Linked DNA regions of Rattus norvegicus: region 2 is linked to region 1. The links are chromatin contacts, called in public Hi-C maps. All regions are on one chromosome and are shown on one strand. The core of a region is the stretch at or near the end of the contact, and the rest is flanking DNA. Distances in the headings are between cores, read along the strand shown.

Evidence for each region. A called contact is a pair of places that touch in the nucleus more often than the background predicts.
Region 2: a Hi-C map of liver shows a contact between it and region 1, with 4 times the contacts expected there. The contact joins the enhancer-like site here to the promoter of Cog1 in region 1. A contact is called at or near these places in 11 of 12 Hi-C or Micro-C datasets (the A7r5 cell line, the Rat2 cell line, Schwann cells and 6 more) and 1 of 1 datasets of contacts at active chromatin or transcription factors (oligodendrocytes).

Annotation. Positions count from the first base shown.
Region 1 is chr10:99,193,461-99,196,160 of GRCr8, reverse strand. It overlaps Cog1 (component of oligomeric golgi complex 1), which reads right to left and starts at 1,319. Exons shown (of 14, transcript NM_001107062.2): 1 at 1,005-1,319. The coding sequence starts at 1,319. It also overlaps a transcript of Slc39a11 not described here.
Region 2 is chr10:99,347,658-99,350,357 of GRCr8, reverse strand. It overlaps Sdk2 (sidekick cell adhesion molecule 2), which reads left to right. Exons shown (of 44, transcript NM_001413325.1): 38 at 1-60. It overlaps LOC102547853 (a long non-coding RNA gene), which reads right to left. Exons shown (of 4, transcript XR_005490530.2): 1 at 172-2,700. Among named protein-coding and RNA genes, the nearest start is that of Cdc42ep4, 53 kb to the right of the region's middle. Within about 2 kb of position 1,262, at least 21 of the 93 cell types and tissues checked have an H3K27ac peak or open chromatin away from gene starts, as enhancers often do. A contact at or near this core is called in liver, where this site is marked.

The sequences.
Region 1 (2,700 bases), core at 70-2,569:
TCAGTGCCCTTAACCACTGAGCCACCTGTCCAGCCCTTCTGCTGCCATTCTAAATTATTCATATTAAAATTCAACTTCCCATGGATTTATTTAATTAGAATGCAAACGTCAAGAAAAGATTGGGAGGCTCCTGTTTGATTTGAGCGGAGAGGGTGTTCCCCCAGAAATGCATCAGCCATAACTATGAAAATCAATACATTTCTAAAACCAGGCCTACACAGCTGAAAGTTAGCCAGCTAAGTCTGTCCGTTTGAGAAGGGAACTGTATTTAATGTATAGATTAGGCCGATATAGTTCCAACCTTCTTCGGCCACTTTCATTATACTGCCCTAGTCCTTTTGCTTGGGTTTTTTGACACTCAGGGAGCACGAGAAAGCTAGTGCCACATGAGGGTTAGTTAGTGTGCTTTTGCAATTTCTTCTGCTGTTACAGTAAGTTCTTCTAGGTTAAAACTATTCACCCTCCTGTGTCCTCTGCTCATCCCTAGGACAACACCCTACGTTAGGATGAGCTTCCCACCTCATCATTCTGCATCTGGTCTTTAATCTTTCAGGGAAGGGCGTCAGGATGGCCTGAATATTCTAAACCAGCCTTCCTTGCCTAAAATGAAACTGTTCACCTATTAAAAGGGGGAGGGCCTGACGGCTGAGGCTACCCTCCCCCAATTCTCCAGGCTCGGGAGCAGGGTTGGGTAAAGAATGAATGACTTTGACAGGAAGGAGTGAGTGACTGTCGAGAGACCCCTGGCGTTTTCAGTTGAAAGGGAAGGAGAGCGCAGGGAACCCACAGGAGGCGAGGGAATCGTCCGGAAATCCGGGAAGGATCCTGGAGCAAAAGGCCGGCTGACTTTTCGGCAGCGGACCAGCGTCCCGAGGAAGGGCCGCAGACGCCTCCCAGAAGCACACAGCGGCGTGAGGGGCGGGCTCCTCCGGCGGAAGGTGAGGGGTGGGGTCCGCCGGGCAGCGGGGGCGGTGGGACGTGGCGGGTTCGGATCCCGGACTGACCTGCGGGGCCCGTGGGACCCGGGACGCCGCGGAGCCAGCCTGGCGGAGGCGGGCACAGTATTGATCGGTGGCCTGCACGGCGTCCACCAGCCCCTCCGCGCAGCGGCGCATCTGGCCAATGGTGTCCGCCGCCTCGATTAGGTCGCGGTACCGCTCGCCCACCATCTGCCGCAGCTCCTCCTTCTTGTGCTCGATCTCGGCTCGAACCTGGCGCTCCAGCCCGCGGATTTCCTCCGCTCCATGAGTCTCAAAGAGTGCGTTGGGATCGCGCAAATCCAGCCGCTTCAGCGCGGAGGAGGCGGTAGCCGCCGCCATGGTGCTAAACCAGGGATCCGCCGGCCGCTTCCGCCTGCCAACCCCGCCCCGCCCTCCCGCCATCATGGATGGGGGAGGAAGTACTTCCGCCAGGTCGGGAGCCTCGGTGGTCCCAGGGACTGATCCTCGGTGGCAGTGCTGCTCTTGAGAGCTTGGTTTTTTTGTTTTCTGGTTTTTGTTTTTGTTTTTTTTTTTTTTGTTTTTTTTTTTTGTACTATTACAACCTCCCTTCCTCTCTCTTCCCTTCCCTCTGCTCCTCCCTTCCCTCCTCTTCCCCAATCTCAGCCAGTGTAGGGTGTGTGTGCGCGCGCGCGCGCGCGCGCGTGTGACAGAAACAGACACGCGCGGAGGTCACAAGTTTCAGGAGGCTCACTCCTGCCACGTGGGTCTCAGTATAGAATTTTTAGATGGGATTTTGTCGCATTTGGTGGCAATTGCCTTTGCCTGCTGTGCCATCTCGCCTACCCTGAGCACTTGTTTCCTTGGAGAAGTGAAGTAGTTAAGGTTGCAGAGCCGCACTGGTACTTGACGGTCAAACAAATGACCCGGAGCCTCTTATGTCGCACCCAAACCCTTTTCTGGGGAGAGAAGAGCTTCGGGGGGGGGGGTGTTCATTATGGTAAAGATGCACCTATGGTCGTGTTGTTGTCGGTCTTGCGTGCCCTTCTGCCTTCGATAGGCCATCACATCAACCAGGCCTGGGTCTCAGGACTCTTTCCTGACCATCTGGACTCGCCAGCTGGAGATCTGAGTGACAGTTGTGGTTCCAAGGCTTAGCTGCCTGGGTCTTCTATTTTATTTAAATACTATTTAGTCATAAAATGAGTTTCCCTGTTACAGCCCTCCTGGATTGGAGTCTGATGGCGAGTCCATGACGCCTGAGGTTTGGACATCCTAAGACTGACCCAGTAAGAAAACCTGAGCATCCTGGCTTGCTGTTAACAAGTCCGTTCAGGACCCTTCATTTCTTGAAAAGTTTGCTGTTGAAGAATTCATACTTACGTTAACACAGACAAAACAGTATTGCGTGTACCATACACGGCCTCTGGATTTTCTCATCCATTCACCACTGTCACTACTTTGAGGCAAATGTCACAGCAATAGATTGATATCTAAATAAGGGTTTTACTTACGACATTCTAGAAACAAGAGTTCCTGCTCTTTGCGCAACAAAAGCCCAGGGAATTTTATTTACCTCGGGGAAAGGGGTTATCTCAGAACTCATAAGCCACTAGGCTCTAGATACTGCCTAAGTGTAAGAGTTTCCCCGTTCGGCGCGCCCCCTGGTGGCGCAGCTGTAAGATGCAGTCTTTTCTATCATCTCCCTCTGCAGGCTCTCTGTTGGTTGTTTTGCTTCTGAGTCTGAGAATTTGTCTTCTGT
Region 2 (2,700 bases), core at 13-2,512, 150 kb before region 1:
CCAAGACCTTCACCTACGGGCCTGAGATTGAAGCTAACATCACTACGGGCCCTGGAGAAGGTAGGAGAGAGGGGACGTCACACTGTCCTTCGCACCACATCCCCGGGGTCCAAGTGAGAGAGACCCAGGAGGTCTAGAGCTAGCTCTGAGGACAGTTGGAAGCTTACTTACCCCTCCATCTCCTGCCCCAAGGCTCCTCTCTCTCCTCCTCCATGCTCCATTCTCCTTCTTCTTGACTCCTCCTCCCTCCACTGTCCCTCCTCCAGGCTCCGCTCTTGTCCTCATCCTGGGCTTGGTTATTAACATCCAAGTCCCTGGGCTATTCCAGCCTGAGCCTGGACTGACCCAGACCCTCTCACCCCACAGGCCCATACACACTTCCCAGGCTGTCACAGGGTCTGTCTCAATACAGAGCCCAGGTTGACCTGCTATGTACGGTCCTCAGGGTCAGCCACTCAAGTGCTGGTTTTACAAGGGAAAGCCACTACAGCCATGGAGGTTTCCATAGCTCCTTCTTTCCTTCTTCTCTCACCCTCAGCCTTGGTCACCTCAGCCTGTCACCTCCGTCCAGGAAGGAAGCAGCCTGGCACATGTCCAAACCTCCATCCTGGCCAGAACCACTTCCCTGTACCTACCCCTTCCCCCACCCAGCTGCGGCTCTCAGAGCAGGGTGCAGAAGAATCACCCCCAGCTCTTGTCCAGTTGTACACTCCCTGGGTGGACACAGAGCTTCTGGTGTCCCTGAGATGCAGTCATCTCCCTCTCACAATGACACTACCACCTCCAGTTAACTCTCTGATGCACGGGCAGCCTTCTGGAAGCCAGGCTTCCCCAGCACCCAACACCTCCTTTCCCATTTTCAAGACAGGGTTTCCCTGTGTCGCCCAGCTGCCCTAGAACTTACTCTGTAGACCAAGCTGACCTTGAACCCTCAGAGATCCACCTGCCTGTGCCTCTTTGCCTCCCAGAGATGTGTGTCACTAGCTTTCCCAGCTGCTTTTACATCTAGAAGGCCAGTCAGTATTCCACCCTTGGGGTCCCACCCTAATCCTCTCTGTCACTGCCCCTGGTCTCTGTCACTTCCCACTCTCCACCCAGCACCCTGGTGGGTTGATCAGGGTTTAGTCTCCACTGGCCCTGACATGGGATCAGGTTTTCCCATGCTGAACGTAAAAACCAATTCCTAAGCAACCCTGCTGCCCGTACCCTCTCTTGAGGAAGAATCCAGCCAGGCCCAGCCCAACTTCCTCCCGAAGGTCACCTCCTTCCCCTCTGTGTCCCAGGGCCATCAGCAGACAGTGAACTTTCTCCAGAGTATGGGCTTAGAAGAAGGAAAGAGCTGGAGAGCCCAGGTCCTCTTGCCTTCAACCTGCTTGTGGGATTGTCACCCCTGTGTCTCGTTCAGTAAGGACGTGATGTGCAGGGCCATGAAAGGCTGCTGTCCCAGCTCTGCTTTTCTTCTGAGACTTCCTGGGATTTAAAAACTAGGAGACGGCGAATGGCAGGCCACCCAAGCACAGCCAGTTCCAACTTAGGGTTTAAAGAGTCCCAGCTTGGAGTTTGTGGCATGAGATAGGGAAGATGTTGGTCAAGAAATGGAGGAGGGGTGGAGGGTACCAAGAAAGAAAACCAATCTAACCAGGAGGGATCTATAAGGGACAGCACCAGCCCAGCTGTCCTCGGCTCACCAGAAAAGCCAGTGGCAGCCTTTTTCTCTGCCCTGAGCAGTGCTCTATACAGAGTGAAAAGCAGGGAGTCCACGCTGCACCGCACTGTCAGCTCCTGTCTCCCCTTCATGGGCTGCAGGCAGGATCCTCCTTAGAGAAGGGAAAGACAGGGAAACTGAGTCTCTCCAAAACTGACATCAGGAATGGATATTGGGGCCTGGCAATGAGGTATCCAGCTGTGCGGAAAGTCTCCAGCCTCCTGCCTGAGTTGAACAGCTCCCCGGGTCCCAGAGGGCTTTGGTGAGATGTCCGGAGTTGTGTTCTCTTCCTATCTGGCAGCCGGAGGCCATCAATCAGCCTGCACACATGCAGGCCCTGCTGCCTCAACCCCTGGTACCACGAGCAGACAGGAAGCATCTACCGTGTGCTAGGCTCCGGGGATGGTTAATATCGTGTCTACTGGGAGACAACCTTGGTTGGGACCACACATGGCAGGAGTCTCCAGGAGGTGTTTGGGATGCTGCACAGACAGATACCTGGCCCAGTCCTCTGCCAACACAAGCTTCCTCCCGTCTGCTATTCTACCCTCCCTCTCCGATATCTCAGTCTGCAAGACACACCTTCTGCCAAGTTCTCCTTCCTAGGGACGGAGCCTGCTCTCTCCACACCTAGCCTAACATGCACGTGGGGGTAGCAGATTTCAAGTAAGAGACAAGACGGAGACGATGGGCATTATCTTTCCCTTGCCAGGCAAGGAAATGTTAAAGGGGCCTTCGCTCCCTCAGACAGACCTCATTCCTATCAGTCTGAACACCTCTGCTGCCCACCGTGGTATCTCCTTTCAAGACTTCCTTCCACAAGGCCCTTACAGATTGGTAAACTGAGGCACCCCTGAAGGGTTCCGCAAGTGGATCACGTAATAAGTTCTGGCGAGTCTTACATGCCTTTGTCCTCTGACTCTGCTCTAGAGCTCACCCCAGGATCATCGACCCCACCATGCCTTGCCCTGGGATTCGGAATGTGGGGTGTGGGA